Linked DNA regions of Sus scrofa: regions 1 and 3 are each linked to region 2. A link is a contact called in public Hi-C and promoter capture Hi-C data. All regions are on one chromosome and are shown on one strand. The core of a region is the stretch at or near the end of the contact, and the rest is flanking DNA. Distances in the headings are between cores, read along the strand shown.

What was found. Promoter capture Hi-C pulls out the DNA fragments that hold promoters and counts their contacts. Hi-C and Micro-C count contacts between places; a contact is called where the count stands out from the background.
Region 1: a promoter capture Hi-C map of liver shows a contact between it and region 2, with 3 times the contacts expected there. The contact joins the promoter of LENG8 here to the promoter of PPP1R12C in region 2. A contact is called at or near these places in 1 of 5 promoter capture datasets (liver), 1 of 47 Hi-C or Micro-C datasets (heart right ventricle) and 1 of 2 datasets of contacts at active chromatin or transcription factors (alveolar macrophages).
Region 3: a Hi-C map of heart right ventricle shows a contact between it and region 2, with 2.2 times the contacts expected there. The contact joins the promoter of ZNF784 here to the promoter of PPP1R12C in region 2. A contact is called at or near these places in 3 of 47 Hi-C or Micro-C datasets (embryonic fibroblasts, heart right ventricle and liver) and 1 of 2 datasets of contacts at active chromatin or transcription factors (alveolar macrophages).

The regions. Positions count from the first base shown.
Region 1 is chr6:58,869,448-58,873,095 of Sscrofa11.1, reverse strand. It overlaps LENG8 (leukocyte receptor cluster member 8), which reads left to right and starts at 1,958. Exons shown (of 16, transcript XM_021094969.1): 1 at 1,958-2,303. TTYH1 (protein tweety homolog 1) reads left to right here. Exons shown (of 13, transcript XM_021094971.1): 13 at 1-2,304.
Region 2 is chr6:59,345,400-59,348,994 of Sscrofa11.1, reverse strand. PPP1R12C (protein phosphatase 1 regulatory subunit 12C) reads left to right here and starts at 1,818. Exons shown (of 20, transcript XR_002344812.1): 1 at 1,818-2,251.
Region 3 is chr6:59,738,894-59,742,804 of Sscrofa11.1, reverse strand. ZNF784 (zinc finger protein 784) reads left to right here and starts at 1,440. Exons shown (of 2, transcript XM_003356071.4): 1 at 1,440-1,553; 2 at 2,929-3,911. The coding sequence starts at 1,476. The coding sequence ends at 3,819. ZNF581 (zinc finger protein 581) reads right to left here and starts at 1,393. Exons shown (of 5, transcript XM_021095062.1): 1 at 1,310-1,393; 2 at 119-192.

The DNA of each region.
Region 1 (3,648 bases), core at 709-3,208, 480 kb after region 2:
AATTCACAAAGCAGCCTGAAATTCAGGCCGCCTGATTTCCCGCCAAGGGGCCTGGGAGTGATCTTCACTCAGGAAACCCTAACCAAGAAGAATGAACATTTTGCCTAACCTTCACGAAATGTACTTTTATTTTAAAATGCTGCATACGAGGACCTCCACTTGTGAAACATGATGGTGTAACGGACGGGATTTGCTCGCCCTGCTGAAACAACCCAAACGCCGGGCAAAATATGTGAAATAGTGCTCCAGGCTTGACAGCAGGGAAGGAGGGGGAAGGGTGATCCCTAAGATGGAAAACATCGAGGTTGTTGCCGAAACTCAGCCTCTGCCCGACGCTGCGGAATAGGAACACAGAGACGGAGTTTGGGGTGAAGGAGAAAAAGATAGCTTTATGGTTTTGCCACGCAAAGGGGGGCACAGCAGGCTCATGTGTTAAAGACTGTCCCCACCTTGGGAGAGATTAGGAGGTGGTTTTCTAGTTTGGGGAGTGGAAAATAGGGCCGCAGATAAGGATCAGAGGAGAGGCAAGCGTGCATTGTTTCTCGAAATTGGTGTTTAGTGGACCCAGGACTGGTTCTGGTGGTCCTCCTTCTTCCAGGAATGAAGAATGCTTCAACAGTTCTTCCATTTGTAGGGGGTTTTAGTTCTGCAGAAAGGCTCTAAGCTATTGTTATGTGTATCCCATGAGGAGGAACCAGGACTCTGCTCCAAGGCTGCACTAGGGTCTCTGGTCGGCTCCTCCCTGGTCTCTGCATCCCCTCCCTTCCCTGATTAGCTACTGCCCTTTGGAACTCAGCAAACACCATGGAGGCTGAAGCTTATCCCCTAATAACAAGAAGTGGAGGGCAGAGAAAGTCTTTTAGTGCCTAGGAGCCCCAGAGGGCACTAGCTGGGTTACAAGGTGACCCTGAAATCCCTACAGCCCATTGTCTTGAGTTTCAGACCACAGGGTGGGGGAGGGGAACTGAGGCAGAGGGCCTCCTAACAAGTGCTCTATACAATAAAGTCTAAATAGCAAGACGATAGATTTAAATTATAACCTCATTAGTATTAACACAGTTATAAACAGCTCTTTTAAAAGGCAGAGAGATTGTATGCTGGGGTAAAAAGAAAAGCTCTAACTATATGCTATCTGCAAGAAACCCATCCCTTTGAAAGTAAAGAATGCTCAACACAGTGGGGTACCCGCAATTGTACTGTGGCACATAAAGGAGACCTTACCGCGGTGAAATTCAAATAAAGTCTGCAGTTAATAGTAATGTGCCAATTTTGGTGCCTCAGTTTTAAGAAACACACTACAGTAATGTGAGGCGATGGTGTTAGGGGCTTTGGTACAGGATTGGTAGGACTCTGAAATATCTTTGCAATATTTCTGTAAACCTAAAATTACTCTAAAACAAAATGTTTAATTAAAAAAAGATTACCTCTGCTGAAAGTAACAGAATGACGTGGGGTTATCAACAGAAAAGTTTACAATAGACTATGGGAAGGAAATTGCAACTTCTCAAGTATCACTTACAGTGACAGGTCCCTGAACTGGACTGGATAATTTTATCAGAGTCGTGGAAAGAGCTGGCATACTCAACAGGTTACATGCAAGGATTGAAAGAAAAGCCTATTTACAGAGATGATCCCAATTCCTCAGCCGGACATCAATGGCCTTTCCGGATCGGTTACTTGATTACCTCCACAGACCTATCTCTTCCTAGGACCTTGCACACTTCTGCCACAGCCACCTGCACCCCGCAATCTCGTTTCCTGCCTCTGCGCACGCTGTTCCCTCTGCCAGGTGCGCTCTTCCAGTCTATTTACTACGGAAGCTCCCCTTTCCGGCTGCACGCTTTTCTCACCCCTTCCTCGAGTCCATCCTTAGGCCTCCGCATCACCGCACGGTGGGGAGTCTTAGAATTCTCAGGACGCTAATTTATGCCTATAAATAATAATGGCTGCCACCAACCGGACCAAAACAAGGTTGCGCGCACCTGCGCAGGGGAAGCGCGCTCTGCTGCCTGTGTCCCCTCGGGGCCACCGTCCCCACCTAGTGTTCCGGCTTGTGTTAAAGTGTCCATTGCGTCATTGCGTGGGCGGGAGGGCAGGCCTAAGTCAAGCTCGCGGCGTCTATTGGCTGCCCGGGGCGGAGGGAGGCGTGGCGAGGCCTCAGCGTGACGTCAAGACGCCGCCGTCGGGACGTCAAAGCCCAAGGAAGAAAAGAGCCAGCCGGGTCGCGAGAAGTTCCGTCGTCCGCAGCCGTGCTGCCGTCGTTTAGAGCCACTGCTGGCGAGCCCCGGGGGTGTACGGCCGAGGTGGGTGTTGAGAGCGGCGGCGGGGTGGGCGGGCGGGTGGAGACATTTCCTTTTGGCCGTACGCGCGGACCCGAGGCCTTGGCGGCCGTCGCACCAACGGACGCCGACCGCGAGCGACGGCCGGGTGTGGCCGGGCACGGGGCATTGCGCCTGCGCACGAGGGGTGAAGAGCGCGGCTTCGAACTCTCGCGCCTGCGCCGTCGGATTCCGCTCACCCCTTGGAATTCCAGGGCTGCGGCGGCCCTCTTCAGCCGTCTTTGACTCGGAGGTTCCACTGGGAGGTCGACGTTGCCCCGGGTGATGGGCGGCCCTTGCGCCGTCTTCCTACCCCCCAGGGACGTGGTGCGCACGCGCGACGTGGCCGGGGCGGTGGCTCCGGGTCGGGCGGCGAGGGTCCGGGCGGGCTTTTTCCTCCCCCCGGCGCCCTCCTGTGCCTTCCCTGGGTCTAGGGGACGGCTAGGTGTCCCTCGCGACTTGTTCCATTCTTCGCCCTTCAGACTCGCCCGGGAACGTCCCACCAGGCTTCCCCAGACCGTACCTTCAATCTCCTTCCTTTTTCGGCCCTCCCCCCACTATCCCCACTCGTGACCTCCCTCCGAACCCCCCCACCCCCACCCCCGGTGAACTCTCTTCTGTCTTTTCTTTAAGGCTTTTCCTTTTTAGGTCTTTGGCCAGCTCCAGACACCTGTTTCTATCCCCCCACTTCTTGTAGGGCTTTCGGGTTGTCCAGCAGGACTCGCTTTTGAGCTCTTGCGTACTTCCCACTTACTCCCTCGAATCTAGGCTCCCCCCATTCCTTGCTCCCAAAACTTGCCTTCACTTTCCTGCGGTCCTCACCATCCTCACTCTTGAGTTCCTCACTCTTGATTTTCGGATCTCCCCAGACCTCCAATGGAGGGGCTTGCCTCGTCTCTCCCAGGCCTAGCCCTGCTTCTAGGAACCTCACATGTGGGTGTCTGTCTTTAGTGGAACTTCCGGAAATTAGTCTCTTAAGAGCGTTCTAAGAACTTAATTGTGTTGCTTCCAGGGTTCCTCTCTGGCACCCTCAACTTCTCCCTGCTTCTAGGAATAATTTCCAGAAATCTCCCTTCCCACCCAGGTTTCTTTCTCTGTTCTCCTGTGTTTTCTCCTCTCAAGGCTCCCTCAAATGCTTCCCACCTTACAGACTTCTCAGAAGTCTTTCCAAGGCTCCCAGCTTTCAGGTTCACTTAGATTTTGCTCATTAGTGTGCTTCTTCTCTGAAGCTGTCTTCTTGACTGAGGGTCCCCCACCCCCTACACCGTCTCAGGATTTCCCTTGAACCTTTTCCCCTTTTCATTTGGGCTTCAGATCCTTCTCTTTCTCT
Region 2 (3,595 bases), core at 569-3,068:
TGTGGTGGGAACACATCCCATCGTAGGTTGTGGGGGTTAAGTGGAAATTCCATATTATGTCTCCCAAATGAATAAAGGCCGCAAACAGATAGACGCTCTACACCAAAGCTTACAGACACCATAAACACGAGCACCCAAATCAGGTTGCATTCAACTGCAGACGCGATCACAAAACACCCAAAAATCACCGTTTCGCGCAGGCACAGAAATATACATAACCACAGATGGATGATTAATCTCCCTGGGTGTGTAGGTTGAGTGGGACTCAACATCCCAAGAGCTCCCAGGACTGGATCCCCTTCGTGCCCATCCCCACGGTCTCCAGATCTCATGGGATGGATTTGCAGTTTATTTCTTTGCACAGTCCCCCCAACCCACCCCCAAGGACCTCAGAGCCTGTATGTAGGCTGCTCTGACATTCCTTGGAAGAAAAAGAATCTCGCCTGTGTCTGCATTTCAGCACTTTTCTTTGCGATTTTTAGGGGTCTTTGTTCGGGTCTCAAAGTGCGTACCTCTTTCCCAATGAGGATTCAGGTGCAAGGTACTTAAGACGGGGATAGTTTTCTTTTTTCTTTTTTCTTTTCCTTTTGCTCTTTAGGTCCCCACCTTCAGCATATGTAAGTTCCCAGGCTAGGGGTTGAATGGGAGCTGCTGGCCTACCCCACAGCCATAACAACTCAGGGTCCGAGCTGCGTCTGCGACCTGCACCACAGCTCACGGCAACGCCGGATCCTCAATCCACTGAGCAAGGCCTGGAATCGAACACGCAAGCTAAGGTTCATTTCTTGCTTTATGGTGCTACGTACTAGCCCGCCACATCAACTAGAACGCCTCATCTGGACTACAAATCCCAGCATTGCTTGCGAGGATATAGAGCCCGGCCTACACTTCCCAGCGTGCTCCACGCCTCAGGGTGATTGCAATGGCAGAGAGGGCCAGTTTAAGGCTCTGCGGGCATTTTCATTTGTGGATCCTACCTCGCAGGTTCCCTTCCCGATGTGATCCAGGGGTTACTCGGGGACTCTGGACTTATCTTGCCCTCGAATCTTATTTCTTGGGGTGTTTGGGGGCTCTGCCTAGGACTACATTTCCCAGCGCGACCAGCGGCCCATTGTCATGACCTTTGTACCGCATACATAATTTCCCAGCATGCCCTGGGCGGTCACCCAGGAAGGCTTGCAATTTTCTTGATGATCCAAGGGTTGCGGACTCAATTTCCCATAGTATCCTGGTGTTTCCCACGACCTAGAGAATCCGTTCTCTCATTCATTCATTCATTCAAAAAACTATTTCCGATCGCGTTCTACTAGGTACTGGGAACAAGGAAAGCACACAACACAAAAATCCCGGTCTTCCTGGGGCTTATTTCTTGTTGAAGGGCGCGACAAACCCAAAGTAAATAAAGTACATGACATGAAAAAGGGGAAAACGGAAAACTTCTGTACTTTTCGGGTTGTCGAGTCCATTTCCTAGTAGGTCCCCGGGGGCCAGCCCTTCGTCACCTGGATGCTGCGAACGGCATTTCCTGCATGCCCTGGGGCCGACCTCCCGCCTGTAGACTCCACTTCCCAGCACGCCAATCAGATTTCCTTTTGACACCGCGGAGCTGCGAATTTCCCAGTGTGCCTCGGGGCGGGACTATTGCAGAGATCCATTTCCGTTTATGGACTCCACTTCCCAGAGTTCCCCGCGGTCCGCCCTCAGGCGGTTGCCGGTTGCCTCTCCAGCCTGTGGACTCCATTTCCCAGCGGGCCCCGAGTCGGCGTGGTGACGTCACGTGCCGGGCGGGGACCGGTAGATCCTCTGGCGGCGCGGGGCGGGACGCAATTCCCGGCGGCCCGGAGGAGGGCGGGCGTCGGCGACGCCTCGGAGCTGGTCGCTCGCTCGCTCGCTCGCTCGCTTCTTACCTGGCGGGCGAGCGGGCGGCGCGATGTCGGGCGAGGATGGCCCAGGGGCGGGCCCGGGGGCGGCGGCGGCGGCAGCCCGTGAGCGGCGGCGGGAGCAGTTGCGGCAGTGGGGGGCGCGGGCAGGCGCCGAGCCGGGCCCCGGGGAACGGCGCGCCCGTACCGTGCGCTTCGAGCGCGCCGCCGAGTTTCTGGCGGCCTGCGCGGGTGGCGACCTGGACGAGGCGCGCTTGATGCTGCGCGCGGCCGACCCCGACCCTGACGCCGAGCTGGACCCCTCCGCCCCGCCGCCAGCCCGCGCCGTGCTCGACTCCACCAACGCCGACGGCATCAGCGCCCTGCACCAGGTCAGCGCCCCCGCCCGGGCTCCGATCCGCCCTGGGTCTGCGCTGCCTCGAGCACCCTCCCTCCCAGTCCAGAGTCACCCTTGCCAGTCGTGGTCTGCACCGTCGATGCTGCCCCGGTCCTTTATCATCCCGTGCTGAGTCCTTTTCCCATCCCACCCACCTGGAGCTCCCCTCTTCCAGTCCTGAGCCACTTGAACTGGCCTGGTTTTTGCCATCCTGCGCTGCCCTCTCTCCGGACTCGAGCCACTGCTGAGGGCCTCAGGCCAGTCCATCCTCGTCTTGTCTCTTTCGCCCTGCTCTTTCCCCACCTTGAGCGCTCTTAACCAGCCTGGCCCGTGCCACCTCTACTCTGCCATCGAATGCTGCCCCACTTTCTCGAGTCCGCCACTTCTCCCAGCTTCACCGGTACCCACTGTTTCCCCTAGTCCAGGCAGGTACCACTTTCCCTGAGCGTCCTCCTCCTCTCTTCTGGGCCTGTGCTGCTTCTTTTCCCGCTCTCTGGCCTGGGCCGTTTCTTCGGCCAGCCCCCGAGCCTTCCATGCCCTTTCCTTCAGGTTTCTGCTCTTCATCCTTGGTCTCTGCCATCTGTTGCCATGTAAGGGTGCTCTTTCCTGAGCCATCGCCCTCAAGGCGCTCTGCTCCTCAAGTGGATGCTTCCCTCGCCTGGCTCACCTCCTGCTCTCTCTCCTGCCCCCTTCACCTGCGTGCCCTCCTCATTCTCCCTCTGTGCCACCTCTGGCCTTGCACTGTAGGCTCTCTCTTGGGGATGTTTCTCTTTCTCCACACACTTCTCTTTCACTCTGTCCTCTTGCTTTGTGTGGGCCTGCAGCGTTACCCTTTTTTCTGGGCACACTCAGAGCACCCTCCTCTTTCTGGTTCTGGGCCACCTGTCTGTCCTCGGGTCATCTTGCTCTCTCTGCCTGGATGCCCTCCTGTGGCTTTGGGCAGCTTCTCCCTCCTTCAGAGTGCACCGCCAGTTCTCCTAGGCCCGGTCACTTCCCCTTCCCAGGGGACCTAGAGCCCTGCTAGGTCCTCTCTCTCCACAACCTGGGCCCCCAAACCTTTCCAAAACACCTTGCTTTCTGCCTCCATTGGTCTTGTGTTCCAGAGCCAGAGTCACTATATGTCCCAGAACCAGGATTCCCTCTGGTTCTGAGGGCTTTTATCGCATCCCCTGCCTGGCTGCAGTGGGTCTTTGGGGACAGGCCACAGAAGAGCCTCTACTCCTCCCTCTGTCCCCGAGGCTGTCTCCCTCCCAGTCTTCCCAGCTCAGGCCAGTCCCCAGGCCTCTCTTCCCTGCCAGAGCCCGTCAGGTTCGGTTACTTTGGGGCCCAGAGAGGACCC
Region 3 (3,911 bases), core at 191-2,690, 390 kb before region 2:
GCTATCTATCCGAGGAAGACTTGCACCAGGTTCTGGTCACACACCCTGGAATTTCGTCTAATGGAAACAGATTCCCAAGCAGGAACAAAAAGCGGTGAACATTTCAGCAGACTCTTACCTTGTGCTGAAGTGGACACCTACCGCTTCCACTGTCATTTCACTGGGCAAAGAAAACCACGTGGCCACGTCTAACTGCAAAGGAAAATACAACCCTATCATGTTCCCTAAAGAGGGAGAACCGAATTTGCGCATGATCGTCACGTTCAGTCATCCACCCTGCCCTTCCAGGAAAACAATTTAAGAGTGTTCCAGCGATCTCGCATCTCTCTGTTTTAGTGGGTTTCGCAACCCTCTACAGATGTATGCATAAATGCAGGCATGGTCAGAAGTAGCGCGATGACCTCTCCAAGGTCACACAGCCGGGCCAAGGAACGAGTAACTGGACAGCTGAGCCCTCAGCCCTGTCCTTGTAACTGCCGAAAACCCCTGCCCTTGGGCTCTTGCCTTCAAAGGCGCATTTCCCAAACTTCACACAACCTGTGGATACTTGCTAATGAATCCCAGTACCACTAGTGTGGCAGTCGGTTCAGTATATTTTTGCAAAGGGACTTAAAAGTCCTTACATTTGTAACCTTTGCCTCACTGAGTTATCTCGAACCAGGGAGTAGGTGACCACAAAAACGTGTAGTGTGAACACAACAAAGGTTGTTCAATTCTGGTGTCAAGTGACCGCCAGAGCCTACTCATGGAGATTAAAAAGAGAAATTAGGGAGTTCCCGTCGTGGCGCAGTGGTTAGCGAATCCGACTAGGAACCATGAGGTTGCAGGTTCGGTCCCTGCCCTTGCTCAGTGGGTTAACGATCCGGCGTTGCCGTGAGCTGTGGTGTAGGTTGCAGACGCGGCTCGGATCCCGCGTTGCTGTGGCTCTGGCGTAGGCCTGTGGCTACAGCTCCGATTAGACCCCTGGCCTGGGAACCTCCATATGCCGTGGGAGCGGCCCAAGAAATAGCAAAAAGACCAAAAAAAAAAAAAAAAAAAAGAAATTAGAATTAGCTCACAGGAGAGTTCCCGTCGTGGCCTGGCACAAACGAACCCGACAAAATCAGGAGGGATCCGTGGTTCCGCTCAGGGGGTTAAGGATCCAGCGTTGCTGTGGCTGTGGTGCAGGCCGGCAGGTGCAGTTGCGATTCGATTCCTAGTCTGGGAACCTCTATACGCTGCGGGTTCGCCCTAAAAAGACACGTACACAAAAGAATTAGCTCAGAGCCACCCCAGCGCCCCACGCAGGCTGTCTCTTGGGGGCACTGACAGGCAATTAGGAAGAAATTCACCACTTTCTCCCTGGGGATGGAGAGAGCCAGCTCCCGGGAAGCCCCGCCCCTCCTCCAGGCCGCCTGCGCGGGGCCCCGACGCCAGCCTAGGCCCCACCCCCTCCGGATTGACCTCTGGCATTGGGGGCGGGGCCTGGGGACAAGATGGCTGCCGCGCGCCCGGAGTCGCCGAGTCTGAGCTCAGCGGGCCCGGAGCCGCGATCCCCGGAACCTCCGGACCTGGTGCGGGCGAGGAAGGGCCCCGGCGCGGGGGCTCTAGGCGGCAGGAGGTCGCAGGGGTGGGGGTGGGGCTTAGAGCTGGGCGGGGGAGGTATTTAGGGCTATGGCCCTGGGGGCGGGGCTTCTCGTGGGGGCGGTGTGAGGTTGGAGGGGCGTGGCCGGAGGAGGAGGGTGGGCGGGCCAAGTCAGAACTGGAGAGGGATCCACCCGAGCGAGGAGTCCGAGGGATTGAGTTTGTCTAATGAGGGGGCGGAGCCTTCAGAGGGCGGGACCTCATGAATTTTAGGGTTCCGGAACCTGGGTGGAAGGTTGGGAAGGTGACCCTGGAAGAGAAGGGTGTGGGGTTATGGTTGGGTCACCCACTTCGGGGTAGGGGGATGATTCTGCAAGAGTCTAAGTGCTACCCAAGAGAGGATTTGGGGGCAGAAGTGCCTGCTCCAGCTGCCTTTGGACCCCACTCAGGCTGAGAGCGTATCTGAGGACAGTCTTTCATTCAGCAGACATTTACTGTGCTCCCACTTGGGCTAGACAGATGGAGAGGTGAAGGCGGCAAATAAACTATCCTCTTGGAGCTTGCAGCCCAGAAGAGGAGAGAGACAATAAAGAAGTCTTATTGTGTTATGTTCGATAAAGAGTGAGCTGATAGAGCGGCGCGGAGGGGAGCTAAATTTAGTCGAGAGAGAAGTCAGCTGTGTGCCGGCTTATATTTACACTGGGGCCAGAGAGATAAGCGGGAGGCAGATCGTGATGGATATGAATTAAGGCTTTGGATTTTAAGTGCAGTGGGTGTCATGGGAGGGTTGCGAATGGGAAAATGACTTCCATCTGTTCCCGTTTTCAAAAGGTCATTAAGGCTGCTTTGGGAAAATGGGTTATGAGGGAGCCAGGCAGAGGACCAGAGGCAGTCAGAGGTTCAGGACACTTGGCAAAGAATGTTTGCCTTATGAAGTTCCCCAGTGGCCCGAGGATTCCACGTTGGTGCTGTGGCAGCTTGCGTTGCTGCTGTGGCACCTTGGGTCGCTGCTGTGGCACCTTGGGTCGCTGCTGTGGCACGGGTTCAATCCCTGGCCCAGGATCATAGGCCTGCTGCGAGGGAGGCCCCCTCAAAAAAAAAAAAAAAAAAAAAAAAGGTGCAGTGAGGTAATTGGCTTTTCACTGGGATGGAGGAGAGAGATGGCTGGATCTGTGGACCATTTCAGACGGGAGGGGAAGTCTTCAAAGGCACGTAACAGAATCCCGGGCCGGGGAAGCAGCGGAGAGCTGAATCTAGAAATCGAGGGATCCAGCATGCTACAAAAGGGAGGTGTTTTAATAATCAGGTGGGGAGGCCTTGAGGCAGAGGCCACAGGCTCCTCTGTTTCTTCTCCCCCTCACCCAGGTCCTGGTGCCTGATGATGGCCGCCCGGCCACCCCCCCGAGCGACCTCGTCGAGATCCAGGTGGTGAAGGTGACCGACACCACGCTGGTACCTGAGCCCCCAGAGCCAGGTTCTCTCCACTGTGCCTTGTGCCCAGCTGTCTTCCGGCTGGTCTCCGAGCTGCTGTTCCACGAACATGGCCACTTGGCGGGAGCTGAGGGCGGCGGGCAGGGTGGGGACCCGAGCCGGTGTCACGTCTGTGGCCGCAGCTGTCCAGGGCCCGCCAGCCTCCGTGCCCACTACAGCCTGCACACGGGAGAGCGGCCCTACCGCTGCCCGCTCTGCCCCCGGGCCTTCAAGGCCCTGGCGCCTCTGCTGCGGCACCAGCACCGACACGGGGTGGAGCCGGGGACCTCGCAACGGCCTCCAGAGGCGGCGGCGGCTCGGGAACAGCGGCCCGGCCTGGCGCAGGAGAGGTCGGAGGTGGTGATGGCCGCGGCGGCGGCAGGCGCGGCGGTGGGGAAGCCTTTCGCCTGCAGGTTCTGCGCCAAGCCCTTCCGCCGCTCCTCAGACATGCGCGACCACGAGCGGGTGCACACGGGCGAGCGGCCCTACCACTGCGGCGTGTGCGGCAAGGGCTTCACCCAGTCCTCGGTGCTGAGCGGCCACGCGCGCATCCACACCGGCGAGCGGCCCTTCCGCTGCACCCTCTGTGATCGCACCTTCAACAACTCCTCCAACTTCCGCAAGCACCAGCGCACCCACTTCCACGGGCCGGGGCCTGGGCTGGGAGACTCTGGAAGCCAGCCGGCATCGGGGGCCGAGGGGCCGGGGCGTGGGTGGGGGGCAGGAAACACTCTGGAAGAGGGGCGCGGGGAGACGGCCCAAGTGAAGGTGGAGGTCGACCAGTAGTCTGGGAGAGCAGGCCCGTGGGAAGTGGGTGGCAGGCGCAGGGGAATGGGTGGGTGGGAGGGAAAAGGAGGCAGTGGTCGGAGAGAGAGGAC